Linked DNA regions of Takifugu rubripes: region 1 is linked to region 2. The links are chromatin contacts, called in public Hi-C maps. All regions are on one chromosome and are shown on one strand. Each heading gives the region's core, a stretch centred on a gene start, on an enhancer-like site or on the middle of the called end of the contact. The rest is flanking DNA. Distances are from core to core; before and after follow the strand shown.

Region 1 (6,144 bases), core at 799-3,298, 170 kb after region 2:
GACGCATATACCTGCGGGCACAGGCCAACACACGGGTTCATGCAAATGGTCACATCAACTACCGTGTCAACTACCATGGTCCAGATGGCAGCAATAACATACACGAGGGTGATGGGTTCGCCGTCAAACTCCTCTCCGATCTTTATGGCGGCCGAGCTGGACTGGACGACGTCGATGGGCAGCTGCAGAACTTGCGTCAAAGCTCGCAGCTGAAAAGGAACCAGAGGCACGGACAAGTTGTCAAAGCGGATGGTGTGAGGAGCGCCCAAATAAACGCCCCTGGAGCGCTCACTTCTAGCTGTCCGCCCCAGGCTGCCGTGTGCTCCACGTCGCTGCAGTACTTCTCAAACTCATCTGGGGGCCCGCAGAGAAACGAAAATGAAACCCGGACTGACCTTTATTCAAATAAAACACTGTTTTATATCTGTACGTGTTACCTGTCGTGTACATGTCGCCAGTGTTGGGGTTCGTCAGGAAGGGCAGGAAGTCGCCGGCGTGGTTCCTCATATGCTCGGCTGTTTGTGACCGGAGCTCTTTCACGCTCATCAATGATTGCGGCTGCAAAACCAGGTACAGTTCACAGTTCAAACACCTGAACTTGAATGTTTGTCAGATTATTTACGATCAGGTGCTCAGATTACACCTCTCTGATGACGTTCACCTTTGACCTCTGTGCCAGCTGATCCTCAACGGCGCGGTACAGGCAGTGGCCGTCCGAAGAGATCTCCCTGATCTGTAGCTGTTTCTGGGCCAGTTTCTGAGCTAAAATCAAACCCTCCTGGTGCCGGGCACCCTGCAGGTTTTCCACCTCTGCGTCTGCGATCCTGCTCTCCCGCTCTTTCTCCTGAGCAGCTTTCTTGTCCTGGAGGGTTCAAGCAGACGCAGAAGATTGAAGACTTGCAAAGGAGTTCAAAGCAAAACAGCTGCTTACCCTTCGTTTTTGAGCCTTGGTTACTCGCGGCTGTTCACCGTCTCCCACCTTCATGCCCTCCACGCCGTTTAACACCCCGTCCACCTTGAAAGAGCAAGAGAATTAAGGCTAGGAAGAGACTCAGAAACATTTTCAAAATCACCTCAGAAATCTTTTCCTTGACATTTAACTTAGCATCTGTTGACATGAATAACATGGCCTCGACACCTGGAGAGATTTTGCCCCAGCGAGTGCTAAATCCATGTCCTAAATCAGGATTGATCATCAACCAACCACAGGATTTAATGTTAAGGCTGGTCTGCGAGTGCTCACAGCAGCAACCGTGCAACGGATCTCACAGACCAGGAAAGACAACATTTACCTTTGTGTCAGATGTTAGTCGCCTCAACTCCTCCTCGTGTTTCTGGTTGAGGTCCGCTTCCAGTTTGGCGATGTCTTCTGTCAGTTGTTTCCGCTTCTTCTTGTCATTTTTGGGCACCGCGTTTTTCATTCGCTGAATTTCAGCTGGAAACAAGAGAAACAACAACCTCAACAACATCTCGGGGGAAAATAAAAAGCCTGAATAGATACAAACAGCACTGTGTAGACCAGAGATACGGTAGATAACATTTAATGTTAACATTAAGATTAGGGTTAGGGATCTGGAATTGCTCTAAAACCCCTGTTTGCAACCAGTCAAAGTAACGGGTAGTAGCTAATATCTAATTACAACACCATTATGACACTTCTAGCTCTCCATTTAATACCGTGTAACAGGTCTTTCTTTTCAATCGACTTGGCTGCATAAGGACTAGATGATTTGCAGTGCCAGATGATCAAAACTTTGTCATATTCCAACATCTGATTCAAGCTGTACTGGGTTAGGAACCTTGCATCTCTTTCTTCTCTTTACGGTGCTGCTTTGCCAGCTGCTCCTCTGGGGTCTCCACTGCCTCATCCTCCATGTCTGGCTGACGCTCACTTTGCTCAGTGTGTCCCGGGTGCAGATAAGAGAAGCCGCTGTGTTATTATGTAGTTGAAGCAGCAGATAAAAACATAGTCCACAAAATCGTAAAAGGGTGCTGATGCGACCACGGGCATGGGCAGCCCGGAAAAGACAAACAGGGGGGCGGGGCTTTGTTCTTCTTCGACGCCACACTGAGATGCATGATGGTATGCCGCCCCGTGTTGTCAAGTAGTGTACTGCAACGAGATCAAGACGGGAAAACAAAATAAAAACAGGACATTACCTAACTTGCTTGTCGTTATATACAAATATATACATTAATGTCTGTCACCACGTCGTTTTGTGCACGTAAGTGAAAGGAAAAAAACAGACGCACGTTGTCAGCCTACACATGTTTTAGATGCCAGTGGTTTTTTTTATTATTATTATTGAATTAAATGCAAATCAATGAAGTTTAGCATTTAATTCAATAATCGGTTGGCTCGGTTTTTTTAGTGGATCACATGAAATACTCTATTGTAGCAATATTTCTGGATAAATCGGTATTATTTGATTTATTTGCTTGATTCGGCGGTGGCGGACGCGCTTTGTGACGTGGCACGAGGGCGGAAGAGCTTGTTTGTGTTTTGGTTCTAAAGAGGAAGTAGCGAGAAGAAAGAAAGGAGGGGACGTGACGGGATTGTTGAAATTATTTTCTTGGTTCCCGGACGCCGCCTTACTAGAGTGTCCCTGGTTCCGTGTGGAAATACAGCAGCAGCGGTGTTTAAAGTCCACAGCCTCATCCATCTCTCGGGTAACGTCCGCGATAAGAAGCGACAGATCGGGTTTTCCAGCTGTCTGACAGGCTAATGCTAACTTGCTTGTCATCGGTTCATAACGTTAGCTAAAGCCCCCGCTAGCAGAAGCCAGCTAGTGTCGGTGATGTTTTACTGCTGAGGGAACGAACAAACGAGGCCTTTAAACACCTGTGCTCGGTCCATTTGTTTATCAGGATATTTGCTGCAACTAAAACAACTTCTGGTATGGCTCGCTTCTTTGACGGGTTTATATTTGCCATAGCTCCATGCTAAATGGGTGGAATTGGTTCTAGCCTGTTAGCAATAGTAAGTGTATTAAGATTGTAGGTACTCGTTAGGAAATGACATTTGTCAACCAGATCACCATTTCAGACCATAGCAACGCGATTGTTCCCTCTTCGGCCCTTCGAATTTGTCTTGTGTAAGTGTGCTTGGAGAAATATTTAATGTGTTTTCCTCGATTGCTTTGTACGCAGGCGTTGAAGTTGGCTAACAGTAATTAGGCTAACTAGCTCGACAATCATAACAACGTGGAAAATGGCGTCCATGTATAAAATCAAAACAGATACAGAAGTGCTAACATGAGTGTTTACAGTCGACAAGCCCCAGGCTTAGCCAAATATTTTGTGAACACTATAGGGCACAGCATTTGTTAACAGCCACCGATTAAAGCTCTCTGTTTGGCTGAGCGTTTGCGCCTTCAAACATTTCATCATATTTCAAATAGGTCTAATATTTCATATCTGCGGCACATATAATTGATACCTGAACCGGAAAAGAATACTGCAGGTAATAAGATCTCTTTTCCCCAGTTCCTCAACACTGTTAACGCCATCTGAGTAATTTGGGTTGAAGGGTTGACAAGTTAATATCGTATTTGCTGCAAGTTAGACCTCCATTTGTAGTTTTGAGGATCTCATTTCAGATTGCTCCTCATGTGGTTGCACTAAGGAGCAAACATCTGCCTCAGTTTAAGAAGCAATCAAAATCTATATGCAAGAAATAAATACATCAATGCAGATTCATAGTTGTTTAAAAGTGGCCATTAAGTACTTTTAACCATTGAACTTGGATAATAACCCACCGGTGCAGCGTTGATTGGGATCTTTTACTCTGGTGGTATTTTCTTAAATCCATAATTCGATTGAAACTGATTAAAGGCATCATATTTAATGAAATATGGAGGAGTTTCTCCACAGTACAAGTCACTTTAGCAAAGGAGGCTTCAGCGTTGCCTCCTCACAAGAACCAACTGTTTTGCACAGGTTTTGTCAGCTGTTTGGCCCTAAACAAATTACTGGGAAATGCATGAATGCTTGGCATGCACTCTGCTGACACATTGTTGCATTTGTAACATGTTTGAATAAGGTGAGTGGCTGGAAAATCTTGAGCTGGAGTGTGTGCAGGTCCTAAAGAGGCTCCTGCCACTTGTGCTCTTCAGATAATCTGCAGCTATATTTTGTAATTCCATCAGCACGCTCCGCTTTACATACTTTGGTGTTTCTATATAAAACGAGTGTGTTGGCTTTAGGAGGTGTTTGGAAGGTCGAAGCACATGGACCCAACTGGAGCAACGATTTAAGATGCGAAAGGAGTGGCTCTGTTTTATTGTTTTACAGACATTAGTCGTTTTCCTTTTCCCCTCAACTTCGAATTGATTATTTTGCTCTCTGCATAATGAGGTGGTGTCTTCAAGGGGTCTGTGTTTGAAGTTCTGACGTGTTCAGATGTTGTTTTACAGGATTAACAGTAGTGTTGTGGGCCCTGACACCAGCCTTTCTAATCCGCTTCGGACGGAGGAGGAAACATCCCCGATGCTGCATGCTAACGACGGTGCAGGGCTATGGTGGCTGCCGCGGGCTTGTCAAGCTACTCTAGTACGAAAAATAGCAACGCTTACTTAAAAAAAAAAAAAACGGAAACCGGTTCAAACCACTGTAAACACAACAATCTGTCTTTGGTGTGGAATTATTTTAGTGGAAACAGAAGCCTGATACCTTTGTTTGGTATTAGTTTTAGTCTCAGACTGGAAAGATCTGGCAACAACCTCATAATGGCTCCGGGTATTTGTGTCTAAGCCTGGCTCTTGAGTAAAAACGTATCAAGGAACAGCTTGATAAGCAAGACAGTTTAGTTAGTATCAGGGCTGGATCAGGAGAACCCTGATAAACCGACTTTTTGTTGCCTAATGGTGACACAAATCTTGCTCAACGCTCTGGATTCTGTTCTCTGCTCTTGTGTTGTCACATTAGCGTGTAGGTATCCACGATTTCTTCTACTGCTCACATTCTATAAATGCCAAACATCACATGTTCAATTCAGCCAAACAGAACAAAAGGTCTTACGGGGCTTAAACGTGCACGTGCGCTCTCGCAGCGGCTGCAAGGAGCATTAATTTAGCATTAGCTTTAGCGTCCGTTAGCACATAGGCGTTGTTCAAAGCCAGCAGCTGTGTGTTGTCCTGCTTGCCTCTTTGCAGCAGAGGTCCTGACGTAGAGCTTTTAGCCCACAGGACACCAGGAGATCTCAGCAGGCCATGGCCAGTCGGGGAGGTGCCACGAGACCCAACGGACCCAACGCAGGGAACAAGATCTGCCAGTTTAAACTGGTGCTGCTGGGGGAGTCAGCCGTTGGGAAGTCCAGCTTAGTGCTCCGCTTCGTCAAGGGTCAGTTCCACGAATTCCAGGAAAGCACAATAGGAGGTGAGGGTCACGCAGCGAGACCGGTCTGATTCATGAGCTGCCAGCTGGCTGGAGATCAACCGGGTCAGTTCAGGGGAATGTTCATCTCGGGGCTCGTCCTGGAAACCTCAGCTGACGCCGTGTCGGCCAGTCAGATAAAACGAGCCAATTAGTTTTGATGCTCGTAAGTCCCAGAGATGATTACGCAGCCCCAGCTAATTCATAGCCCCCCCACCCCACCCCCACCACCCCCCACTTTCCCAGGAACGCAGACCTGTGGCTTCACTGGCACCGCCAGCAGGAACTGTGAAGACTGAGTTTGAGCTTCTGGGGTTTATAATGGCATCACTTTCCTGTCTGTTGTCTTCTCAAAAACTCAGATTCGGACCTCCAGAATGAAACTTTTGCATCAGTCCAGGTCTCCATTCAGCTCTCTGTTCATCCCGTTTCTATGTTTGTTGGTTTTTATAAGAATTTGGGGTATTTTGACCTAAATGAAGTCTAAAATGCTCCAGAACACTTGCAGGGTGTGTTGGGAATGAGGGCGTCGCTCATAGGGATGTAGGGAATGTGGAACAATTCCTTCATTGTCTACTAGCCTGTTTGTATCTGAAGTGCTGCCCCCTGTGTGTTTGGGGGTGCATTGCGGTTCTTGAAAACATCCCAAACTTCCCATTTTCAGTTTTCCTGTATTCTTAAGCGCCTCAGTCATGAATAAACTCTGCTCTCAAATACCAAGCATAGCTAAAACGTGGCTAAATCTGCTGAAATGACACTGAGACGCGTTTA
Region 2 (6,943 bases), core at 2,731-5,230:
ATCTGCAGTGGCGAAAGTGTCTGACTCAGCTGCACAAACACACTTTATAGGTGACTCACTGCAACACAGGCCATTCACATCCACAAAGGCAAACCGGTATGAGCGCCTTAATGCGGCTGCACACGTTAACCTTTATTTGCATTAAACGATTGTGCTGAGGGTTTGAGGAAGGGGAAAAAAACCGAAAAAAAACAGACGACACCCACGCGGCTTCGTCCCCGAGATCATTAGCATCGCCGCGAGGACGGGTTTTAGTAACCTTTGTGTGTAAACACTGAGATGTTCTCTGACAGATGAGGAAATGAAGCAGTAACATGGCTGTGTGCACAAGCCCAGGGGAGGAAACATATTCATCGTGACAGCGGCCACCGAGGAATGATGAACGTATCAAATGACTCATGCGCTGGAGACATAGGAGCCATCAGCTGACGCAGCGGCACAGACGACGCACGCAGCCCACCGCTCACGTCGCCTAAATGACGGAGGCGAACTGCAACAAAAGGCGAGGGGAGGTTTCAATAGTTTAATGTAGAAAAATACGAAAGGAACGTCACGAATATTGCGAGCAGAGACACTAAAGAGGTTGGAAACACAAGGGCAAGTGTGAGTTTAGGACAAATCTAACACACCGGCGCTAGAAGAGTTGCTAGCAGAGCCCGCGTGAGGCGGCTTTGGCAACACAAAGGTTCCTTTTGACGAATAATAAAGCACCTTTGAGATACAGTCTCCTGTCAGGTTAGTTCTCATCATCTGTCTCCTCCTCGTCATCGTCCTCCTCTTCGGATTCGTCTTCATCCTCCTCTTCCTCCTCCTCCTCTCTCCTCATCTGTCGGAGGGAAGCCCTTTGTTGCTGTGACCATGGACAACAAGCAAAACACATAAAGATGACACCAAATTCCAGCGCTAGCTCGTCGCTAAAAGTTCCACCTAAGCATTCAGGGTGGAAGCACACACGCTTCACTTCCTGCGCCTCAGAGCTCATGATGGTGCGCGATGTCGCTGCCGTGCAATGCCATGAAAACTGAACCATGACAGCCCACGCTGAGATGACCAACCTCTCAGGAGCTCCTAAAACAGCCATTTTATCAAAAACGGGGCCTTCTGCGAGTCTTCATGTGGGATCTTACCTGTAAAGTCCCCGACGTACCCAGGAAAGAGCCGGTCCGATCAAGGGAGGTTTTGGAATTAGCACGCACTATGTCTAAGCGGGACAGGTAGTCGGGGGGGTGCAGCGAGCTCCTGAACACCTGCCAAAGACAGTTTTGGTCTCTTTTAATGAAAATCAGGAGGAAAAACCAATTTTGAGTGACTGCTGGTGGACTTTCTCAACAGGTGTGCTTCAAAGGACTGATGTTTGGGCCAGTGCGGGGGGGTGGGGGGTGATTAAAAATGACACAACCGTCCTAGATTAGATTTATCGTCATGCCATTGTGCCTATTGGGGTGATTCAATCTTCCGTGCTTCGTTTGGTGACTCACTAGAAAACAGCCTCGTCTTGCAGAGCAGTTTCGCTCCGACGTGAATGGAATGAGGTGATTCGGTGAGAGAAAAGGCAAAGAATACGTGTGATAGGATGGGTGGAGGATGGAACGGCCACTGCGGCAACAGCCTGGCGACTTAAAACTGTTTCTCCTCCCTAAAATAGTCCATCAGACTTCAGAAAAGCGTAGGTAGCGATTGTGACCTAGAATAGTTGGATTCTCTACAGTTAAAGGGTGGGGACTGTGACTAATGAGTGAATGAGTAATGGATGCTAGCTCACACTAGCTAAACAAAGGCTGTGTTGTGACACATCATAGCCTGCAAATAGAATTTTATTAGCTTTGAGTGTGAGTGTATCATCACGGCTTCCTTGGCGCCGTCAGCCTACCTCGAGGTCTTCTTCTTCGTCCACATTCTGAATGCTCTGGTAGGCCAGGGTGAACACCTCGAGGGCCTTAGCGTGGAACGCCATCTCCACCGTCACAAAGTCGCCAAATATTTTCTGCAAGCCAAAATGAAAAAGAGCTTTTTAATATTTCCAACGCCGACGAGGCGTCCTGTGAAATAAAGTACGGCGGAGGAGACCTTAATGTCCCGGATTTTCTGCCGCTCAAACTCGTCTATGGTCTCCTCCAGCTGCCTGGTGATGCGCGTGGCGTCCATGGTGGCTCTCTGGAGCTCACTTTCAGCCTGTGAACGGAGAAAGCAACTTTGACTCCTGCTTCCTTCGCCACGTGTCGTGTTTAAATGCTTTGTCTGCACTGTAGAATTAGTCTGAACGGAAAAAACAACAACCTTCTTGTGCCTTTTAATCAGGTATATTTATAACTACTCTGCAAACAAGCATCTGTTTAACTTGTGTTTGGATGTCTCCTTGTCAGCTCTGAAACGTGTTTCAGCCCTGAGCTTGAATCCGCAGCGGCGCAGATACACACCTGAGACTGAAGGACTGGTCAAGGATGTAATAAATGGTTCCATTCAAATAAGATATTGTCCCTGCAATTAGCGGGTGCTGTAGATCATCCCTCCGAAAAAGGATACAATGATCTGTCTGTCTGAGGGGTTTCTCTGTCTGGTCCTTTCAAGCTGGGCCATCTGTTTGGTCTCTCGTGTTCGGGCACTCTGAGTCGTCTTTAAATCCTCCTGTGTGGATGCACACATGCAGAGGAGCGCCAGTTAGCATCCACAACAACCATCAAATATGCATTATGAAGTGGGAGGTGCATAAATCAGCTCGCACTTTATGTGAATTTAACGCTGTAGCGCTTTACTCATCGTGCTTTGGAATTTATGACACAATAATGACAAAATTATTGCCTTAAAGACGCAGACTAATCACACGGTAGGTGTACCAACACTGCCCCCTTGCGACTGTGATATAAACTGCACTCTAGTCTAGCTTTTTTTCAATATACACAACTTGCTGCAGCTTTAGTAATCAAAAGACATACTTTTAAACAGCTACACTTATTTAAATTGAAGTAAAACAGCCCAAAATGGAGCTGCACATCATCTTAACACCTTAAACGATGATTTGGACATATGAGAAACATGTCTTGGACCTCACAGTCTGCTCATCATTCAGCGTGGCTCCTACATCCACTCACCCGCTTGCGTTTTACAATGGCTCCGTAGCTTTTCAGTGGCTCTATAACTCTGGCTTCAAGCCGTTCCACCTGCAGTGCAGAAGCCAAGTCTGGTCAGGCGTTTGAAACAACCCACTTCATGTGTTTAGATGCATCCTTTTACCTCAGCTTGTCGGTAGTCCTCTACTTTGGCCAAGTGATCAGCAAACTCCTTCATGCCCCTCTTCAGGTTTGGCGTCTCCAGGTCTGCGTACACGCCGATTTCCTTCACCAGCAGGTCTGCTTTGTCTCGTAGCCTGGCTGTTTTGCGGACGTAACCGGCGAACATCTGGCACATCTCTCCAAAGTGCTTCTCAACATTGTTAATATTTTCCTGGATCTTCCTTGTCTGGTTGTCCCTAGAACAACATAAAGAACACCACAAGATAAAATAAACCACAAACTGTTAGGCTGTAAATGAAAAAATGATTGCAAATTGATATGAAATAAAGATCAACACTTTACTAAGGGGATGAATGTTAAATCAACAAGCAAGCTACGCAGTCTAACAATCCTTTCAACTATTAAAGCTATCAGGAGGGTTGAGAATAGGTTGTAAACGAAATAATTTGCATGGTGTAAAGGCAGCGAAATTAATTTAGGTGAGGTTGGTTTACGAGCTAACCAGGTAACATTAGCTTCGCTAACAACAGTTCTCCTGTAACGATCCCAACGGTGGCGGTATATTCCCCTACCTCACTCTTGCATCTGGTGTACGACTCATCTTCTCATGGAAGAAAATCGTAATGTTTCGAGAAAGGATATAAAAACACAGATTTATTTTTTACACTAGCTCACTGTGTCGGTGCCTCTTCTGTAGACGTCGGTGGTACGCCACCCGACCGTTTCCATGGAGCCCCTGTCATTTCCGCTCTCGTAAGGCATTGTGGGAAATTGAGTTTTCATCATCACCCCTTTTCTTCCGTTACAAACATGAAAATGGGGAAAAGCTCACATTAAGGCACGGAAAAGTATAAAATAATCTAATTAAGTGGAAAAACTAATAAAAAAAATCGTGACGTTTATGCCATGTAAGTGCAATATTTTGTCTCTCTTGAGTATATTTTAGAAGACAATGTTTTTTTCCAAATAAATCCATTTGTAATCTTTATTTGTCTTTAGTAATTAATGACTAAACAATTATATATATTATATATAAATTTACTGTAGTATCCTTAAACATGGTCAAGCTCACATTCTTTTTTTCTGTGACACATTAAAATAATCACACAGTTCTCCTCAAAAATCAAAGAAATAACATTGTGGCTGAGTTTGATTAACTGGAGTTGATTTTTAGGTGAGACTCTAATAATACTAGTTGGCCAAGAGAGACAAAAACAACGCCACTGACAAGTTTCGAGCACGGCAGAAGAATTGTGCAGTTTCGAAAATTAAATAACACCATTCTATTAAAAACTGTTTTTAGCACAGAACTTTAAACTTTTTACGATGATTCTATGACATTTATTTCACAGCTTTAACACTTGCCATCCCTCCCAGTATCTCCCATCACGTGCACTGCCTACGCTGCAACATTGCAACATTGCAGCCCAGCAGCAGCCTTTTCCCACTGCTCGACTGCTCTTGAACTGGTGCCAGCGCTGCAGACGTAGCGAGCACTGAAATGAACGGAGGCCTCATTGTTAATTCCCTCCTCTGTGTTTGGGAATGCATGAATGTCACCAGCTGCCGCGTCTGCCACTCTGTGGAAAATGTCCAAAAACCTTAATTATCATGGTTAATCATCCATGGGATTGAAGCAGGGGAGATCCCTGTGTAACAGATTGGTGATGTAAAACATGGTCATTGCATCGAGCTCTGTGAGTGGAATCCCAAGAGGACCTGGTCCTGCTCTTTATTACGCTAATATTAAGAGGGTTTTGCTTTGTTAAATTGCATATTTAACCTTTTTTGTCACATTTCCAACTCATATATATTAATACTGTGCTGGACATTGAAGAGAAACCTCCCTGACTGATTCCTCTATTGCACATCTGATAGCGTAGATACAAACGAGCCTCTCCACAGAGCAGAATTTACTGTGATATCCACCATCAGCCACATGATGGCAATCCACTTCCATTTGTCTGCACCTAAAGATTCCTTACAGGTGGATTCTCCTGCTCGCCTTCTTCATTTCCATATGTTTACATTATTCACAAAATGTCTGCGGGATGAGATCCGAACCCACTAAATGTATAACAAATGTAGCAGATGCCTGTCTAGCTGGTGTGTTGTGTTAAAAAAGAAGCCCAGGGCGTGTTGAGTTATTTGCCTTGGCGGCTGGCTAATGTTTTCAGGAGTGGTGGCATCTTTTGTAGACCGTGCATCTGACTTTCTTAAAGAACAGATGGTGTTGTTTCCAAATGACTAATTAACACTGAGAGGGTAGCGAGCAGCCGCTAGAGCTCTAGCTCCTCATTGATGCGCTCTTCCTCCTCAGTCATTTTGCTGTCTTTAGCTCTCGGTGTTTCAGTCCCAACCGCCTGAGATTCCCCCCCCCCTTCTGCGGTCTGCTACGTCAACACTGGAGAGATGTCTGGCCCGCTGAACAGATTGGGAGTGACATATGTCAGATGTGGGGGGAATTAGTGGAGAAACCCAGTGTGTACCTCTCAGTGTGGCTTGTTGTGTGTGTTTATGTGTGTGTTTGTGTGTGTGTGTGTCTGCCCCAGTGTGAGGATCCCAGATTCAGATTTAAGACTCTCCTAATGCTATATTCATAACAACAACAAAAAGTATGGAAGTGTGTGTGTATGTACAGTATGTGTGTGAGAGTGTGTGTCTGTGGGTGTGTGTCCTCATCTTTGTGACATACTGGGTACCAAGAAATACTAATTCTACTAGCAAATTGAGGACTTCTTTGCAAAGTGTTGCCATTCCCCTAAATGATTAATTGAATGTTAAAACATGGGGGGATCCCGCAAACCCCATCCCCCCCCTCCCATTTGATTAGGGGGTAGGGGGTTAGTTGGGATCCTGAGGGTTAGGGTAATATATTACATGTATGAAGGTCCCCCCAAAGATAGAAATACAAGGGTGTGTGTGTGTGTGTGCGTGTGTGTGTGTGTGTGTGTGTGTGTGTGAATACACAGGGATGCTGGGGATTATGAACAGTGTGATATCTTGTTTGCTACTTGGTGCCTAAAATGAAATTACAAGCCAACAGTCGATATCCTCTCATACTGTTTTTGGCTAACCCAGCCTTCCCTTCCTTTAATATGCTGCCCTCTGATTTACTTGATACAGCTCACTGCTCTCTTCCAAGAATTAGAACCACAATATCCAGTGGGTAGAACAGCCCTCCTGTAAGTACAATTGCTACATTAAGACCTGATGAATTCTTTGTCAGTTTTATCATTAGCATCATACAGTAAATGACTTAGCCACACTCGTTAGCGCCATTAAATTCTTCATGTAAATATGGATTCATGGGATTTTGCATGCTTTCTGCACATAGCCAGCCAGGATAAACTGTGTCTGTATCCCATAACTCAGAATTCCAGTGATTGAGGGCCCCAAACTGCTGCAACCTTGAACAATATGTCCTCCCTGAGCAGCTAAGTGGGTGCTTGAAGGGCAAACCAACGCAGACACGGTCCAGTGCTTTTATTGACCCAGTGAGAAACCTGTCCGTCTCCAGGGGCTCGGAGCTCAGGTTAGGCTCTTTGTTGTCTGCGTTCATTAGTGTCTCCACCATTTCTCTCTCTTGCTCTCCATCTCTATCTCCCTTACTGTCTCTAACACCTCCACCTCGCCCCCCCCCGACATTCCCGTCCATCCCCCGTCCCTCCTGCACTTTTACCCCAAGGAGCTGGAGAAGAAAATGTCACCAG

What was found. Hi-C and Micro-C count contacts between places; a contact is called where the count stands out from the background.
Region 1: a contact with region 2 is called in a Hi-C map of muscle, with 2.1 times the contacts expected there. The contact joins the promoter of otud6b here to the promoter of cibar1 in region 2. A contact is called at or near these places in 2 of 2 Hi-C or Micro-C datasets (muscle and an unstated tissue).

Annotation. Positions count from the first base shown.
Region 1 is chr12:3,695,348-3,701,491 of fTakRub1.2, forward strand. otud6b (OTU deubiquitinase 6B) reads right to left here and starts at 2,049. Exons shown (of 8, transcript XM_011609113.2): 1 at 1,800-2,049; 2 at 1,293-1,435; 3 at 932-1,015; 4 at 662-862; 5 at 438-558; 6 at 293-354; 7 at 103-209; 8 at 1-11. The coding sequence starts at 1,875. It overlaps LOC101071138 (ras-related protein Rab-5A-like), which reads left to right and starts at 2,492. Exons shown (of 6, transcript XM_011609111.2): 1 at 2,492-2,670; 2 at 5,180-5,376. The coding sequence starts at 5,211.
Region 2 is chr12:3,523,773-3,530,715 of fTakRub1.2, forward strand. It overlaps cibar1 (CBY1 interacting BAR domain containing 1), which reads right to left and starts at 3,981. Exons shown (of 11, transcript XR_003890362.1): 1 at 3,803-3,981; 2 at 3,232-3,466; 3 at 3,090-3,158; 4 at 2,524-2,625; 5 at 2,418-2,423; 6 at 2,068-2,172; 7 at 1,871-1,984; 8 at 1,128-1,247; 9 at 712-850.